Regions from separate parts of the Mus musculus genome. Here all the other regions are linked to region 2. A link is a contact called in public ChIA-PET and HiChIP or PLAC-seq data. All regions are on one chromosome and are shown on one strand. The core of a region is the stretch at or near the end of the contact, and the rest is flanking DNA. Distances in the headings are between cores, read along the strand shown.

Region 1 (3,517 bases), core at 273-2,772, 160 kb after region 2:
CTCAGCATCCACCTGTCTCTACCCTGCCCTCTAACACAGGGGTCACCGACATCTCACCCCATTTCTATGTTGGGTGTTGGGGATGGGAATTCGAGTCCTCATGCTTGCACAAGAAGCATTACCAGCTGAGCCATTTCTCCAGATCGTCACAGTAGCTCTTGAAGTTGTCAGTACTACTTGAACAACACAAAAGATAGGAGTCTAGAAATCCCTGACATCTAAACGGCGTTGGGTCACCAGTGGACTGAAGATATTAGTACTCATAGCATCCCTTTCCACACTCCCTGAGAGGTTGTCATGAGTGAGAATTGTCATAAAGGCACAGGATCAACAAGACTGAGGTTTCTTGGGGTGTCAACAACAAAGAACGTTGGCTACAGGTGGGGAAAGTACCGTAGTGCCCTTCCACCTGCTATGCCCAAGAAGTGCCCTCAACGGTGGTGGCAGGTGCACCACCTCCAACGTTGCTGTGAAGTTAGGGATGCTCACTAAGCATTTCTTGACTGAGACCCAAGAGACAAGTATGGGAGTTTCACATCGCCCTCTCTCTGTTTCTCTCTCTCTCTCTCTCTCTCTCTCTCTCTCTCTCTCTCTCTCTCTCTCGCCCTTTCGAGGACTTTGGGGTCATCATGCTCTTACCCAAATGGCTGCAAGGTTCCAGTGATTCTGGGAGTAAGTGTGGCTGACTGGGTGCTTGGCTGCTCACGGTGGGCCTCCCAGAGCCTTGTATGGCCATGAACTTTTACCCAGAGAAAGCCCATGTTTAGCTTCAGAATGGTTCCCTGGGGTCAGCCTTTACCGTAGTTCACAGTCCAGCACCCCCTAGGGGTTAATTTTACCACTCTAAGCTAGGAGGGGCTGGAATAGAGGACCACAAGGAGAGGAAGAGAGAGAGAGAGAGAGAGAGAGAGAGAGAGAGAGAGAGAGAGAGAGAGAGAGAGAGAGAAGAAGAAGGAGAAGGAGAAGGAGAAGGAGAAGGAGAAGGAGAAGGAGAAGGAGAAGGAGAAGGAGAAGGAGAAGGAGAAGGAGAAGAGAAGAGAAGAGAAGAGAAAGACAGAGACACAGAGAGTGGAGAGACTGAAAGACAGACAGAGACAGACTCAGAGAAGGGAGAGCTCGCAGGCTTGGGGAAGTGGGATGCTGCTTTTTGCATGAATTTATCTTTTTTTTTTCTTTCGTTTTTTTGGCAAACCACAGACCAGCTACACATTTTTTGGCAGTTTCCTGAGGATAAGCTTCGTATTTTGAGACAGGAAAAAAAAAAAAAAAAGGAAGAGTGGGAGTCTGGGGAAGAAATGAGACAGAAAGTAGTTGTTCGCTCTCCCATGAGCAGACAACACACACACACACACACACACACACACACACACACACACACACACACACACACACACACACACGACTCCTGGCAATAAGGAAGTGAGACTAGATCTTTTTCATGAATGGGGCTCAGCTCAGTCTTGCTGAACTTCCGCTCTCCCATTCACCAGCATTCAAATTTCACCTTCTGACCATCCAAGACAGCTGGCTGCCGGCCCAGGCGCTGGGAGCTGTTTGAGATCATCCTCCTGCCCACAGGAAACTGGGCGCTAACAAGAACCTTCCTTCCTGCGCTGCCGAATCCAAAGTGACCGGGATGTTTCCGGAATACCGACCTGAGGGGCACTGGCCCCTGGACTCCCCGCGCCTCCCCCCCTCCCCAGCCCTTTTCCCCAGGACCTTGCTCATCTCTGAGGAAGCTCAGAAATTCCAGCGCTTCTGCAGGCGACTGTGAAGGACGCTGACTCTCTGGGTCCGTTAATGCCTGCCTTGCAATTAAGCCAGGGGAAATGACAGTCAACATTCTGGAGGGAACACCTCACGGCCCTTCCCATGGGGTGTTGGGGCAGTTCACTGTGCTGTGGCCTGCCAGTGTGCCCCTCCTGTTCATCAGGAGGTAGCAGAGGGTGCCTGGGTTCCTCGAAATTTCCCTGTGGAAATCATTCCAAGGGGTGCCTGTATGTCTATGTAGTGGGAAAGCAAGCTGGAGGGCTTTGTCTTATTTTGCTGGTCCGCAGTTTTCTGCTTGTTGAAGGGACAATCATAAAACACTCCCAGAGCGGAGTTACTGCAAACACTGAATGGCCCAAAGTGAAAGATTCGGTTTCTAAGGCAGAGTGATGCTGGCCGCCAGCAGAGCAGTTGCCACTATTGAGAGAGAATGATGGCTTCCAGCAGCGGTGGGTGTTATAGATTTGTGGCCAGTAGGGGGCGTGCTAGTTACCGTTCTGCTGCTATGACAAAATACCCCGACAAAAGCAATTTAAGGAAGGAAGGAAAGACTTTGGCTCACAGTTGCAGGGTGCAATCCATCAGGGCAGGGGAGTCGGAAGCTTGAGGCAACTGATCACATTGTACCGGCAGAGTCAGAGAGCAGGAAGCCAGATGAACGTTGTGTTTGGCTTGATATCTCCTTTTTATTCAGCCCAGGACCCAGGCCAGGGGACGGTGACACCCATATTCAGGGTGAGTCTTCCCACCTCAATCTAATGAAGAGAGTGGCTCACAGAGCATGAGGCTAGCCCAATCTAGGAAATCCCTCCCAGGTGTGCCTAGAGGCTTGCCTCCTCGGGGAATACAGAGTCTGTCAGGATGACAGTCCTCACAGGATGAAGACAGTGACAGGTAGGGCAGACATGACCCCTGACTTGGAAACAAAGGAAGAAGAAGAGACTGGTAGGGAGAGGTTTTTTTCTCCTTTCCCTGCCTTCTCTTCTGTAGCCCCTTGTAGTGGAAAATGAAAAGGCCACCAGGTTCTTGTCCCCTCCTGAATGCTTAGTTTGTTACACAGACTCCCTGGGCTTCACATCAGATGAGTTGTAGACATTCCAGGAGGCAGGGGCATGGCTGAAAAGACCTCTAGAATTCTTCCCTACTTTCAGACCAGGAGTCTTCCCAAAGGCTGGGGCAGAGAACTGGGGCAGAGAGCTGGGGCACTGCCTTCCTGTGAATGGACTTGGAAGTATCAGGGTCTTTGCTTGGCCATGTGATTCATAGCAAAGGAACGGTGATCACGACACTGTCCTTCTAGGAATGTATTGATGCTGGAGCCATCCTTGTCCACGGGCCCATCTTCAGTACAAAGATGCTAGGAACAGAAACCACTGCTGGGGGGCGGGGTCGGGGGCGGGGTCAGGAGAGGTTGATGGACCTGTCCCCTCCTTTTCCTTCTCCCCTCTCCTCTCCTTTCTTCATTCCTCCTCCTCCTCTCTATCTCTCCCCCTCCTTTTCTCCTACCCTACCTCCCTTCCTCCTTTCCTTCCTTTTCAGGGTCTCCCTTTGTAGAGTCTTGGACTCATGAGCCTTCTACCTCAGCCTCCTGAGTTCCAGAGCTGTCATTGTGAGCCATCATGCCAGCTGGGATTCTCTTTTGAACTGAGTCATATTCAGCTTGCCTCATCCCCCGGGCCCAATGATGACTGGAATCCATTCACTTCCCTCTTTTCCAGCCTCATTCCATACTCTGTTCTCTCCACCT
Region 2 (3,530 bases), core at 615-3,114:
AGAGAATAAAACTTTGAGACAGGATTCCACTATGTTCCTCTGGCTGCTAATGTAGACCAGGCTGGCCTTCAACTCTTCTACCTACTGACTGCTGGGGTTTTAAGTATGCTGCCACAACTGTTGAAGAAACCTATTCTTACTACCCACTAAAATTAGACCAGGTGATATTTCCAAGTGACCTTCGAACACTAGGCTTTAAGATAACCAAGAAGCAGAGAATAGTGGGTTAATTTGCTCTGGTTCAAATACTTGCCCCACAACTTTAAGTTCCCTGGAGTCTGACTCCCCTTACTCTCCAGTGAATCACAGATACTCCATATTCACACAGATATTGCCCGTTAAGAATCTAAGTAGGGGGCGGGCGGTGGTGGCGCACGCCTTTAATCCTAGCACTTGGGAGGCAGAGACAGGCGGATTTCTGAGTTCAAGGCCAGCCTGGACTATAAAGTGAGTTCCAGGACAGCCAAGACTACAGAGAAACCCTGTCTCGAAAAACCAAAAAAAAAAAAAAAAAAAAAATCTAAGTAGGGATCGTTTCCCAGCAGGGTCTACATTGAAAAGAGGACAAGGGGGTTCATGTTCCTTTAGTGCTCCCAATAAAGCGGTATCATCTCCCGGAACATTCTAGAAAGCACAGGGACACAGAAAGACACAGGGAACCAGAGTTCTAATTTAGCCACTAAAATCCCTGAATCCTAAAGGTCCACTTCACATGATGCTGGAGACCATCTTCCTATAAAGAGGAAGCTGGACAGAAAAAGCATGCGTTGAAGAAGGTCGCCACAAGGTTCAAACGCTGTCAGCGTTCCTGTGAGCCCTATGAAGCCGGAAACGGTAATCAGTCCCGCTCCGAGAAGCTGTTCTGATAAGCCCTGACTACACAGGTGAGACTCAGCTGCTTTTTATCTGAGCTTTGCTTACAGAAGAACACGTTATTTAATTCTCGGGCATATTTCTTCCTCTCTGCTCCATGTGCTCCATCCTCTCCATTTGGTTAGATCCAGAGAGATTAGAAAGACTGCTGCCACCAATCTGCTTATCGGAACGCAGGTCAGAAAGATTAAGTCTGTCCTACGAGGCAGCTACTGAATCCCAACGAGGAGCCTGAATCCCAACCAAGCAACGCCTTGAAACTTCCCTCCTCTTACCCACCCTGAATCTGCCTACCATCATCACCAGGCAAACATGTACTGGGAAGGAAAACGATAGGTGACCTAAAGCCAGATTCTGCTCCATGAAATCTGTCATGATAAAAATGTTTGTTCAGGGTGATGCAGTCGACTGAGACGGAGATCTCGAACTCTCTAATTTTTTCCCTCAGAACTGTAGCCTCTGAAGGGAGGTAAATTGCAAAAGTACCCCCGATGCAAGGAGAAAGGGGGAGGGGAGGGTGAGAAAATAAGGCAACCAGCATAGGATAGATGAGGTGTGGCTCAGCAATTCTAAAAACTCTGGAATTTACTAGGGGGCAGAAAAGGTCACACTGAAAAGTCGAGAGGCCGGGTCATGTCTTCTCGCAATGGCTGGGAACCGTGATCGTGTGCTTCTCCACACTTCTTTCCTCGTGGAAAACGCAAGGCTCTTGACATTTAAGACCCGGCTTCCTCACGCAGGGTGTCGCGGATAAAAGATTGGACACGAGAGGATGCAAAGAAAAAGCACATGGAAAGCCCACCCTCCCCGGATTGGAGCACGTAGGGACCAGAAGAGACCCAGGCCAGGAAGCTCCCGGCAACTGCGATACTCACTGGCGGATAACGGTCAAGGCGAAGCGCGGCATTTTGGCACAAGACGCGTGAGCCACGACCCGGCTCTGCAGCAGCACCTCGCTGCGCCTGACTCTGGGACCACTTTGCCTGCACTACTTCCGTCTGCACGGCGGACCGGCCCCGTAGCTATTGGTCGAGGCGGCTGAACGTCACCACAGGGTTGCCAATAAAGGTGGAGCCTGAAACCGGAGAAGCCCCGCCCAGGCCAGTGGCGCTTGCGCTCCTGCGCGCCAACCTGTGATTGGCGCCTGGCAGGTGCGCGCGGCCCCGCCCTGGGTTAACGCCCTGGAGTCTTGCCAGAGCTAGACCGCCGCCTGCACCAGGGACAGATAAGGACTGCTTTGATTGTTTTATGCTGAACTGATTTGAGGAAGGCGTGCAAGGTGTAGTGTGCCTGTAGTGTGCCAAGGCGATGGCTCTCCTCTGGTGGTTACACAGCCAGACTGCATCCTTTGAGGGTTAGCTGTTATCCTTTACCTGGGAAGTGAGGTCAAAGTAGGTATGTAGATCCAAACCAACCTAGTTTCTCTCTCAACTTCTTAACCAAAGACTTTTGTCAGGCCACTTTCTTGCCTTCTGCTTTGCTGAGCCTGGTCCTCCCAAACATTATTACCAAGTATTTTCGCTAATGCTGCTATCATTTATAATTAAGTTACTCTAGAGCTCTCCACTGATACCTGTTGTATTAAGAGTTTAATTCAACCATTTCTTAAAATAATTCCTATTGTAATGAACGTTATCTCTGTTGCACTGATCTAGAGGAAAGTCGTTTCCTTAAAAACAAATGCAGGGACAAAGGTTCTGTATAAAACCCCTCGAGAGGGGTTGGGGAGTTGGCTTAACCCTTTAAGAGCCCAGATTATTTGCTCCTCTGGAGAACCAGGTTCAAAGCCCAGTGCACCCACAGAGGCAATCAAACATCTGTAACTGCAGTTCCAGGAAGACCATTTACTTTCTGCTGACCTCTGGGCTCACGTTATGCACAGACATTCAGGCAGAGCACCTAGACACATAAAATAAAAAGAAATATCAACAAATAAATAGATGTCTTCAAGACTGAGACTGAGCCTCTAGTCCTCAGCCATATAATAGGAACATAGGGACAAAAGGGCTATAGGGGCTGGAGGTCAACAGCCTGTGCCCAGCCAGCCAGGCCTGGCCATCTAGCCTTCCTAAGACAACTGAGAGCCAAATAAATAGTGAGGGAAAAAAAGGAGGAAAAAGAGGTTTATTCAGTGTATCCACTGTTCCTCACCTCAGTCCATTGGTGGGATCCTAAATTTTCTCTGAAATTTTAAATGGAAGCTAAGAGATAGACATGCCTAAGCAGCCCAGCCACCAAGGTGTAGTCGCCCACAGAGGAATGTCTCATCTCTGCCTATCTCTAGCAAGTGATGTTCCTTCCAGAGACTGTTCCCTCCTCTGACTGCCTTCAGGACTTTTTCTCACTCCAGCAAGAGATTCCCGGAGAGATGGAGAGACTCCCAGTCTCTTGGGATCCATTGTTTCAACAGACTCATAGCCAAAGAGAGGGCACAAGAGTCCCTTTTGGCTATATTTATTTTTACCAAGTATGGTGGCACATACCCTTAGCCCCAGCACTCAGGAGTCAGAGGCAAGAAAATCTTCTGAGTTTTAGGTCAGCCTGGTCTACACAGGGAGTTCCAGGCATCAGGGGTTACATTGTTAGCCCCTGTCTGATGATGATGATGATGTGATGATGATAAAACAATATACTGGCTAGTTCTATGTCAATTTGAC
Region 3 (3,453 bases), core at 178-2,677, 250 kb after region 2:
TAGTGAGCACTTTGGGGGACCTCCCACCAGGAAGCCTATCTTAAACTCTCCAAAGAACTCCATGTCCTTGCTGTGTGCGACATGCATGGGCCCTTGTTTGGGTGTTTTGATATATTTTTTTCTGTTCTAACCCCTCTTTATGTCTGCAAGATACTTCATGATATACTCTGCCCCAGGTGGCCCAAACTGACTTTAGTAACGCTGACTTTCAGGAATGTGTGTTGCCTTGGGGGTTGAGGGAGAGTCACTTATGATCAGCTAGTGCCCCAGGCCACATCAATTTGTTGTTGTGCCTACTAGTGAGCCTTCTCTGCAGGCATTCCCCTCTATATTCCAAGGGCTTGACATATCAGCATTGAAAGTGGCCAGTCAGTGAATCTTACTTATCAGATAAAATGTGTGAGGGTCAGAAAACCTCAGAGACAAAGGGCTTCCCCAAGGTTGATAGGAAACTATTATTCTGGGAGCAAAGAGTTTTATCTCTTAGAATTTTTGAAGAGAGGAATACAGGAAAACTCAACCATCAAGACTCAGAATACAGGGCTGGCGAGATGGCTCAGCAGGTAAGAGCACTGACTGCTCTTCCAAAGGTCCTGAGTTCAAATCCCAGCAACCACATGGTGGCTCACAACCACCCGTAATGAGATCTGACGCCCTCTTCTGGAACGTCTGAAGATAGCTACAGTGTACTTACATATAATAAAGAAATAAATCTTTTAAAAAAAGACTCAGAATACAGGCCCTGGGGTATCAGGGGCTCCAGGGAGATGAAAAACAAAACAAAACAAAACAAAACCAAAACACAGACCATGACAATAATGGATGCAGGCCCCCTCTTGGTCAGTCAATGGATTTCCCTCACAGGTTCACTCTCAGTCAGTCAGTGGGTTACCCTCACTGTGGTGGTATTGACAGCCGCTCCTTTGAACCCTGAGCAGTGTCTCTCAGGCCGGTGTGTGTCCCGCCTGCTCTCTGCCCAGAGGAGCCCAGGTTTCCTGAGCCTGGCCTCTTCTCACAATTAGATATGGTTCTGTTGGGGAGATAAAGAGAGGTCATAGGCCCTGAGAGGGGAGAGGGAAGGCGCCCGGCTCTCCTTTTCCCAGGAAACAATCCCATGGTCTTTGAAAGTTATTAAGAAGGAATTACCATGTAGAATTCAAGTTCATTCCAGCACACAGTGGGTTTAGCCAAATGAGGGGGGTGGGCACTTTGTGACCAAGGACTGTGACCTCAACTGTCCATCACTGAAGTGTAGAAACTGACCAGAGATAGGTCATTCTATCTTGAAGGGAACTACAGGAAAAAGGTAGCTTAGACAGATGAACTAAGGAAGTATGCATATGATTTTTTAAAAAAACCCAAAGATTAATTTATGGCCATTGGACAGTAAATGACAGGACGTCACTGCCCTCTGCTGGTAGCAGCGTCCTCACCATGTTGGCCCCTGAGTTTTCCTTTGCTTGGAAACTGGTTTGAAGACTCAGGCAAACAGCTTTTGGAACAGCTTCATGATAAAGGGCCACTCCTTGGTTTCAGGTGAGCCGTGTGCTCACTCATTCCCCAGGCTGCAGGCGAAGTGGGCAGCCAGCCACACATACTCCACTGAAGGAAGCCTTTCTGCTCCATGTCTCAGTAGTGAGGGCCACAGACTTCCTCCTAGCCAGTGTTAACGCCTGAGTCATAGCCCCATACTCGCAGAGTGCAGCTTAAGACTCTCCTGCCTGCCCGTAACTCAGGACTCTCAGAACATAGCAAACAGGATCCCTCCTTTCTGTTCAGTACGAGCTGGGCTGCTTTTCACGGAATCCGCCAGTTCGGTTGCAACCACACAAATCAGAATTGCGAGATGCCCAGTTCCAGATGGGAAACCCATCTGACAGCTCCCACCGATCCTTAAGTTATGGAGGCTGTCTACCTCTTGGCCCAAGAGTCCATCCTGGCTGCTGGTTCTGGGGAACACGATCAGGGGTCTTCCCTTCAACCCCCTACCCCAACATTCTCTGCAGGCTTTGTTTATCTTTGAGCTGTTCTAGGCATCTAAACGTACATGGATCTATCCAGAACTTCTGACACTGGAGGCATCTATCTATCTATCTATCTATCTATCTATCTATCTATCTATCTATCTATCTATCTATCTATCTATTGCCATTCCTTAATCTAATTAGACAAAGTACACATCTCCAACAACGATTTTGGATTAGGTAACGCAATTCACACGGGTCAACAACTAAAACAATAAAATGGCTTCAAGTAAACGTCCATCAATCTTGTTGCATTATCTACAGCCTTTCTTATGCCTCTTCTTTCCCCTGCAGGAGCCAATCATGGTTAGAACTTTCCGCTCTTTATCTCGGCATTTCTACAAACATGAACATGCAAATGTACATCAGTGTTGATTTTTTCCCCTTTAGGCTAAAAGGAAGCATGCTCTGTATTCTGTTCTAAAACCTCCCCTGCCCCAGGAAAATACATGCAGGATAACTTTCCCACATCAATACACTTCAAAACTACTCATTTCCATGATGTAACGACATCACAGTTTACTTCACTAGTGTCTTATGGATGGGCCAGGTTTATTTCTATTAGTTAAATATTTTTGTTGCCTTCTTCTTCCTCCTCTTCCTCCTCTTCCTCTTCTTCTTCTTCCTCCCCCTCCTCCTTCCCAGCCTTCATCACTATTTATACTGTTTCAAATCATGTCACAGGTGGGTCATTGTGCTTATTATCCAGCGGCTGGGAGGTAGGCGTTATCAACAGTCTAAGGTCATCCTCTGACACATGGGTGGATCTAAGCCAGCCTGGGTTATGTGAGTCTCCATCTCCAACAACAACAACAACAACAACAACAGCAGCAGCAGCAGCAGCAGCAGCAGCAGCAGCAGCAGCAGCAGCAGCAGCAGCAGGAGCAACAGGAGCAGCAGGAGCAGCAGGAGCAGCAGGAGCAGCAGGAGCAGCAGGAGCAGCAGCAGGAGCAGCAGCAGCAGCAGCCATCACCGCTGCTGCTGCAGCCGCCTGGGAGGCTTCTCAGCCCCGAGGATCAAGGCAGAGGTGTCAGTGGTTTGAAACCACTGTCACGGGAGTCAGATCTGCTTGTAAGAAATGCTGGCTGTCACCTTTTCCTGTGTGTTTTCTGGTGAGGGCAATGTTCATTCTCTCTCCTAGACAAGATCTAGGAGGTGATAGAAAAGGTGAGAGCTTCCCCCTGTGGGGACCATGTCCATTAACACAAAAGACAGGGTTGGACTGGAGAGATGCTTCAGTGGGTTGAAGTGCTCGATATGCAAGCATGAGGAACTGAATTTGGATCTGTCAGAAGCATGAAAACGCCAGGCATGGTGGAGTGCCCCTGCAACCACACTGCTACAGATATGTAACTTTAATTTTTCAAACCTTATTTTTAATGATGGTTCTTAAATGCTTTAACTACCTTTTAGCCCATCACCCCCAGAG
Region 4 (3,699 bases), core at 969-3,468, 220 kb after region 2:
GCATCCTCCTGTCTCAGCTTCCCTAGTGCTGCAATTACAAATGCTAGCTTTTTACCAGGGTGCTGAGGACCTCCTCGGGGTCCAACTGAACCAATTCCCCAGCAGAAGGAATTAAAAAAAAAAAAACCCTTTCCTTTGTGATTATGGCCCTTTCTTTCCTTCAGCTTGTTCCTTTCCTCCTACCTCAATAAATGCCTCACAGAAGCAGGGAGATCTGAAGGGGTGAGAAAGAAATTGTCCCGTCTGGTTTGGCTTCATTTTCTTTACCAAGGTCTACAAGCTTGTCCAAGGTGCAGCACAATCCATTTGACTCAGAGGATGTTGGAAGGAGCTAGCTGAGGTGGAGACATGAAGATGGGGGTGGGGTGGGGAATGGTGGCCAGCTGAGGGGGCCAAGGCAGGGCAAGCTCCAATGTGAAGAAATGAAGGAAACAATACTGATTCCCAGGCCGACATGGAAACCTTGTTACCAAACAAGTGCTCTGTGGCAGTCTCAGCTGATGGGCAGCAGACACCCAATTTCTATCCATCTGTAGAATGGGATGAACAATTTGTTACCACCATCTACTTAAAAATAATGCTGAAGGGCTGGCAAAGATGACTTGGGAAGTGGGGGTGGTAAAGGCACTGGCTACCTAGTCTGATGACCTGAGTTCCAGTTCCAGAAATCACAGGATGGAAAGAGAGAAAGTTGTCTTCTGGCTGCCATAAGCAGCATCTCAAATAAATAAACAAACAAATAAATATTGTAACAAGCAAACAAACAAAAACTTCAACATAAATAACTGCCTAAAGAGCCCCGGTGTTCAGCAGTTCTAAAGTAATGGTGTATATATTTAATCATGGAGATCAGGGCTTGGGGAGGTCAGGGGATGTTAGGAAGGCAATGGGATTAACACATCTTTACAGCTAGGGAAGAGGAGACCAAGGCAGGCTAGTGACCTGCCCATGGTCACAGCCGATGAGCAGCAGAGAACAGAGCTTTTTATGGCAAACCACGCTGGTAACACAGAGAAGCACCCTGTGCTCCCATGAAATGCAAGGCTTTAAGGGCTCCACTAAAGCCCCCTAAAGCAGGCAAAGCACTGCCGCCTGCCTTGTCTTCCGAGGGAGGCTTCCCAAGCTAGCAGCCCTGCCCATAACGCTCTGCCACATGCCACATCCACTAATGGTCTCTTCGCAGTATTGTGGCCGTTACCAAGTGCCTAAGCTATTAACTCACCAGCAGCAGGTGCCAAATTGCCTCTTCTTCTGCACAAGATGTTCATTTAAAACCAAATTACACGTAAATCCTCAAGTGCCTGCTTATTTCCTTCAGCCTTTAGCCTTTTTTTTTTTTTTTTTTGGTGGCCCCCACCCCCTTCACACCCGGCTGCTGGATGTCTCTGAGATGACACGTGGCGTCTCTCCGCAGTTGTGTAGTGAGAAACCGGGCTGTGTGAACCCCAAGCTCGTGGGCTTCCCGAGGGGCACAAATAGAACTGGAAGGATGCTTCGGGACGCTTCCACATCAACTTGACCCTCTTCCGTGGAAACTGAGGCCAAGAATGCAAAAAGGGCTTGCCCAAGCAAGCTGGAAAGACCAAACTAGCATAAGTCTTTTGCTTTGCCAAAGAGGAATCTAAGCTTAGAGAGGTGGTAAGTGACCACCCCTATGCTGGATCCAAGCCTGGAATCTGAGAGGGCCAAGAGGCAGCCCTGGGAAGCAAGCCTTCCTGCTGTCTTATGGCGCTGCGTCCCCTGAGGCCTGGGTGCCCCCTGGCCCTTGTGTGCAATGCTGAAGTCGCTATGGGGCACGCGATGGGGGCGGTGGGGGGAAGAGGGCTAGGGTCCTGACCCTGCAGAAATCAGCTTCGAGGAGGGGCCCCACCTCAGAGTTAAAGGGGCCTCTGGTTGGGGACCCCGGACAGGGTCCGAATGCCTTCCCCCATTCAGTAGGATTATCCCTTTTGAATTGTTGGGGGCGGAAAAAAAAAAAAGCTACAGCTAGCGAACCCTGCCTGACAACACCGAAGGAATTTTTCCCAGGGATCAGCCGAAAGCTGACTCACATTTAAAGACTTGCCCAAAGTGGTCATGCCCCTCTGAGCAAATACCACAGGCATGTAAAACCTCGCTCCCCGCGGCCTCCGGCGGCCGCCCATTGGAGCGGCGCGGCGCCTCTTGGGCCACGCTCAGCCAATCGCAGCGCCGCGGCGCCGGGTTGCTAACCCGGCTGCGGGTCGGCGGCAGGCGCGGGCCGGGAGCTGTCACCGCTTGTTTCCTGTCCCGGGGGCGGGCGTGCAGCGGGTGGGAGGCCCAGGCTGTTTGTTTAGGCAGGTAAGGCCTGCTAAGGGAAGCAAAAGATCCAAGGCGGAGCCACCTACCCGGGAGCCCGCCGTAGGGCCTGGGAGAGTGCAGGCTTCAGGCAGGCTAGGGTGCATTCCTGGGCTGCCGCCCCACGCTTCCAGGGGCCCCGGTCTGGGCGACCCCTCTGCTATCAGGATGCTTGCAAGTCCCGCTCCCATTAGTCATTCCGTGACATCACCACCAGAACCCCAGCAGAGGGCAAGCCGGCCAGGGTATCACCCCAAAGAAGTGAAAGGGTTCTGGCCTGGCCACTGCCTGATCCAGGAATCAGCGTGCCATCTTCATTTGAGACAAGGCTGTTCTCTCCTAGCCTTGGCTGGCCAAGAAAGAATTCACCCTACAGCTCAGGGAGGCCTAGAATTTGTGAGGGCTTTTTTTTCTACCCTAGCCTTTAGAGTGGAAGTGCAGGAAAGATTACAGGCATGAGCCCTTTATGCCCGGCACAACCGTAGCTCTTGTCTTCTGTCAACCTAAATACATTTTTTTGTTGTATGGGGTTGTTTTTGAGATAGTGTCTCGTGTGTCCCAGGCTGGCCTTAAATCTACTGAGGATGACCTAAAATGTCTGATCCACCTCCCGGTTGCTGGGATTGTGGGACTATACAGTTAACACTTGGTTTTATGCAGTGCTGTGGATCAAACCCAGGGTCTCCTGCGGGCCAAGCAAGCGTGTCACTGAAGACCTAGAGCTCCCAGTCCTGTTTGCTCATCTCTAAAATGAGATATGTAGGCCAGCCCTCTTCCCAGGCCCTGGCTCAAAGCCTGGTTCTTATCTGGAGTATGCAAGGAACGTTGAGGTTTGATTCCAGTCCCTCTGTTCCGATTTCCCACAGAACCCCCCAAGTGCTTTCTTATTTGGCACATGGCATCTAGCCATTGAGTCAAAACAGAGGGTCCTCTCTTCCCTTCCAGCCTCCCTTCTGTCCAGCTGTGCAGCACAGTTTCATATCCCCTCTGCTTGCCTCTAGCGTTTGCACCACCTGCCCCATCACTTAGACACACCATGTTTCTTCCCTTGTCTGTTTTCCAGGTCTCTGCAGAAATGGTCCATTCTCTCTGTGCCTTAATTTTCTGTAGGTCCCGTTGCTGTCATTTATGTGGCATCCCAAACCACAATTGTAGTTTCTTCTGTTAGACAGGATAGGAACCACTGTTGGTTTGTTTTGTGCACCTCTTTAGTTCCTAGCATGTGATAATTATTAAATTGAAGTTATTTTTAGAAAGAAAAGAAAAAGTCTGAGAAGCAGAGCCTGGTTGTAGAGGTAAAGGGTGCTAGAACCTGGCTCTGCTCCATCGTTTCTGTTAGAAAATTAGATTATTGAATAATGTATCTTGAGGGGAGTCACAAAT

What was found. ChIA-PET counts read pairs in DNA pulled down with a chosen protein or histone mark. HiChIP or PLAC-seq counts read pairs in DNA pulled down with a chosen protein or histone mark.
Region 1: an RNA polymerase II ChIA-PET map of effector CD8 T cells shows a contact between it and region 2, with 14 read pairs. The contact joins the enhancer-like site here to the promoter of Tigar in region 2. A contact is called at or near these places in 2 of 39 promoter capture datasets (macrophages and pre-B cells), 1 of 484 Hi-C or Micro-C datasets (embryonic stem cells), 3 of 115 datasets of contacts at active chromatin or transcription factors (effector CD8 T cells, pancreatic cancer cells and stem cell-derived neural progenitor cells) and 3 of 9 other capture datasets (adipose tissue, liver and macrophages).
Region 3: a contact with region 2 is called in an HNF4G HiChIP or PLAC-seq map of pancreatic cancer cells. The contact joins the enhancer-like site here to the promoter of Tigar in region 2. A contact is called at or near these places in 5 of 39 promoter capture datasets (the 3T3-L1 cell line, the C10 cell line, embryonic stem cells and 2 more), 3 of 15 datasets of contacts at CTCF or cohesin (CD8 T cells, the NIH/3T3 cell line and large pre-B cells), 2 of 484 Hi-C or Micro-C datasets (the G1E-ER4 cell line and bone marrow-derived macrophages), 15 of 115 datasets of contacts at active chromatin or transcription factors (bone marrow-derived macrophages, craniofacial prominence, double positive thymocytes and 9 more) and 4 of 9 other capture datasets (adipose tissue, liver, macrophages and 1 more).
Region 4: a contact with region 2 is called in an HNF4G HiChIP or PLAC-seq map of pancreatic cancer cells. The contact joins the enhancer-like site here to the promoter of Tigar in region 2. A contact is called at or near these places in 3 of 39 promoter capture datasets (the 3T3-L1 cell line, hippocampal neurons and pre-B cells), 1 of 15 datasets of contacts at CTCF or cohesin (the NIH/3T3 cell line), 2 of 484 Hi-C or Micro-C datasets (B cells and muscle stem cells), 11 of 115 datasets of contacts at active chromatin or transcription factors (bone marrow-derived macrophages, craniofacial prominence, effector CD8 T cells and 8 more) and 4 of 9 other capture datasets (adipose tissue, liver, macrophages and 1 more).

Annotation. Positions count from the first base shown.
Region 1 is chr6:127,264,764-127,268,280 of GRCm38.p6, forward strand. No RefSeq gene overlaps it. Among named protein-coding and RNA genes, the nearest start is that of Gm38404, 41 kb to the right of the region's middle. Within about 2 kb of position 1,523, at least 175 of the 459 cell types and tissues checked have an H3K27ac peak or open chromatin away from gene starts, as enhancers often do. A contact at or near this core is called in effector CD8 T cells, pre-B cells and stem cell-derived neural progenitor cells, where this site is marked.
Region 2 is chr6:127,107,688-127,111,217 of GRCm38.p6, forward strand. Tigar (Trp53 induced glycolysis regulatory phosphatase) reads right to left here and starts at 1,865. Exons shown (of 6, transcript NM_177003.5): 1 at 1,749-1,865. The coding sequence starts at 1,780.
Region 3 is chr6:127,358,069-127,361,521 of GRCm38.p6, forward strand. No RefSeq gene overlaps it. Among named protein-coding and RNA genes, the nearest start is that of Gm52919, 39 kb to the left of the region's middle. Within about 2 kb of position 1,428, at least 72 of the 459 cell types and tissues checked have an H3K27ac peak or open chromatin away from gene starts, as enhancers often do. A contact at or near this core is called in CD8 T cells, bone marrow-derived macrophages, extraembryonic endoderm stem cells and 1 more, where this site is marked.
Region 4 is chr6:127,328,218-127,331,916 of GRCm38.p6, forward strand. No RefSeq gene overlaps it. Among named protein-coding and RNA genes, the nearest start is that of Gm52919, 8.9 kb to the left of the region's middle. Within about 2 kb of position 2,219, at least 227 of the 459 cell types and tissues checked have an H3K27ac peak or open chromatin away from gene starts, as enhancers often do. A contact at or near this core is called in B cells, the NIH/3T3 cell line, bone marrow-derived macrophages and 10 more, where this site is marked.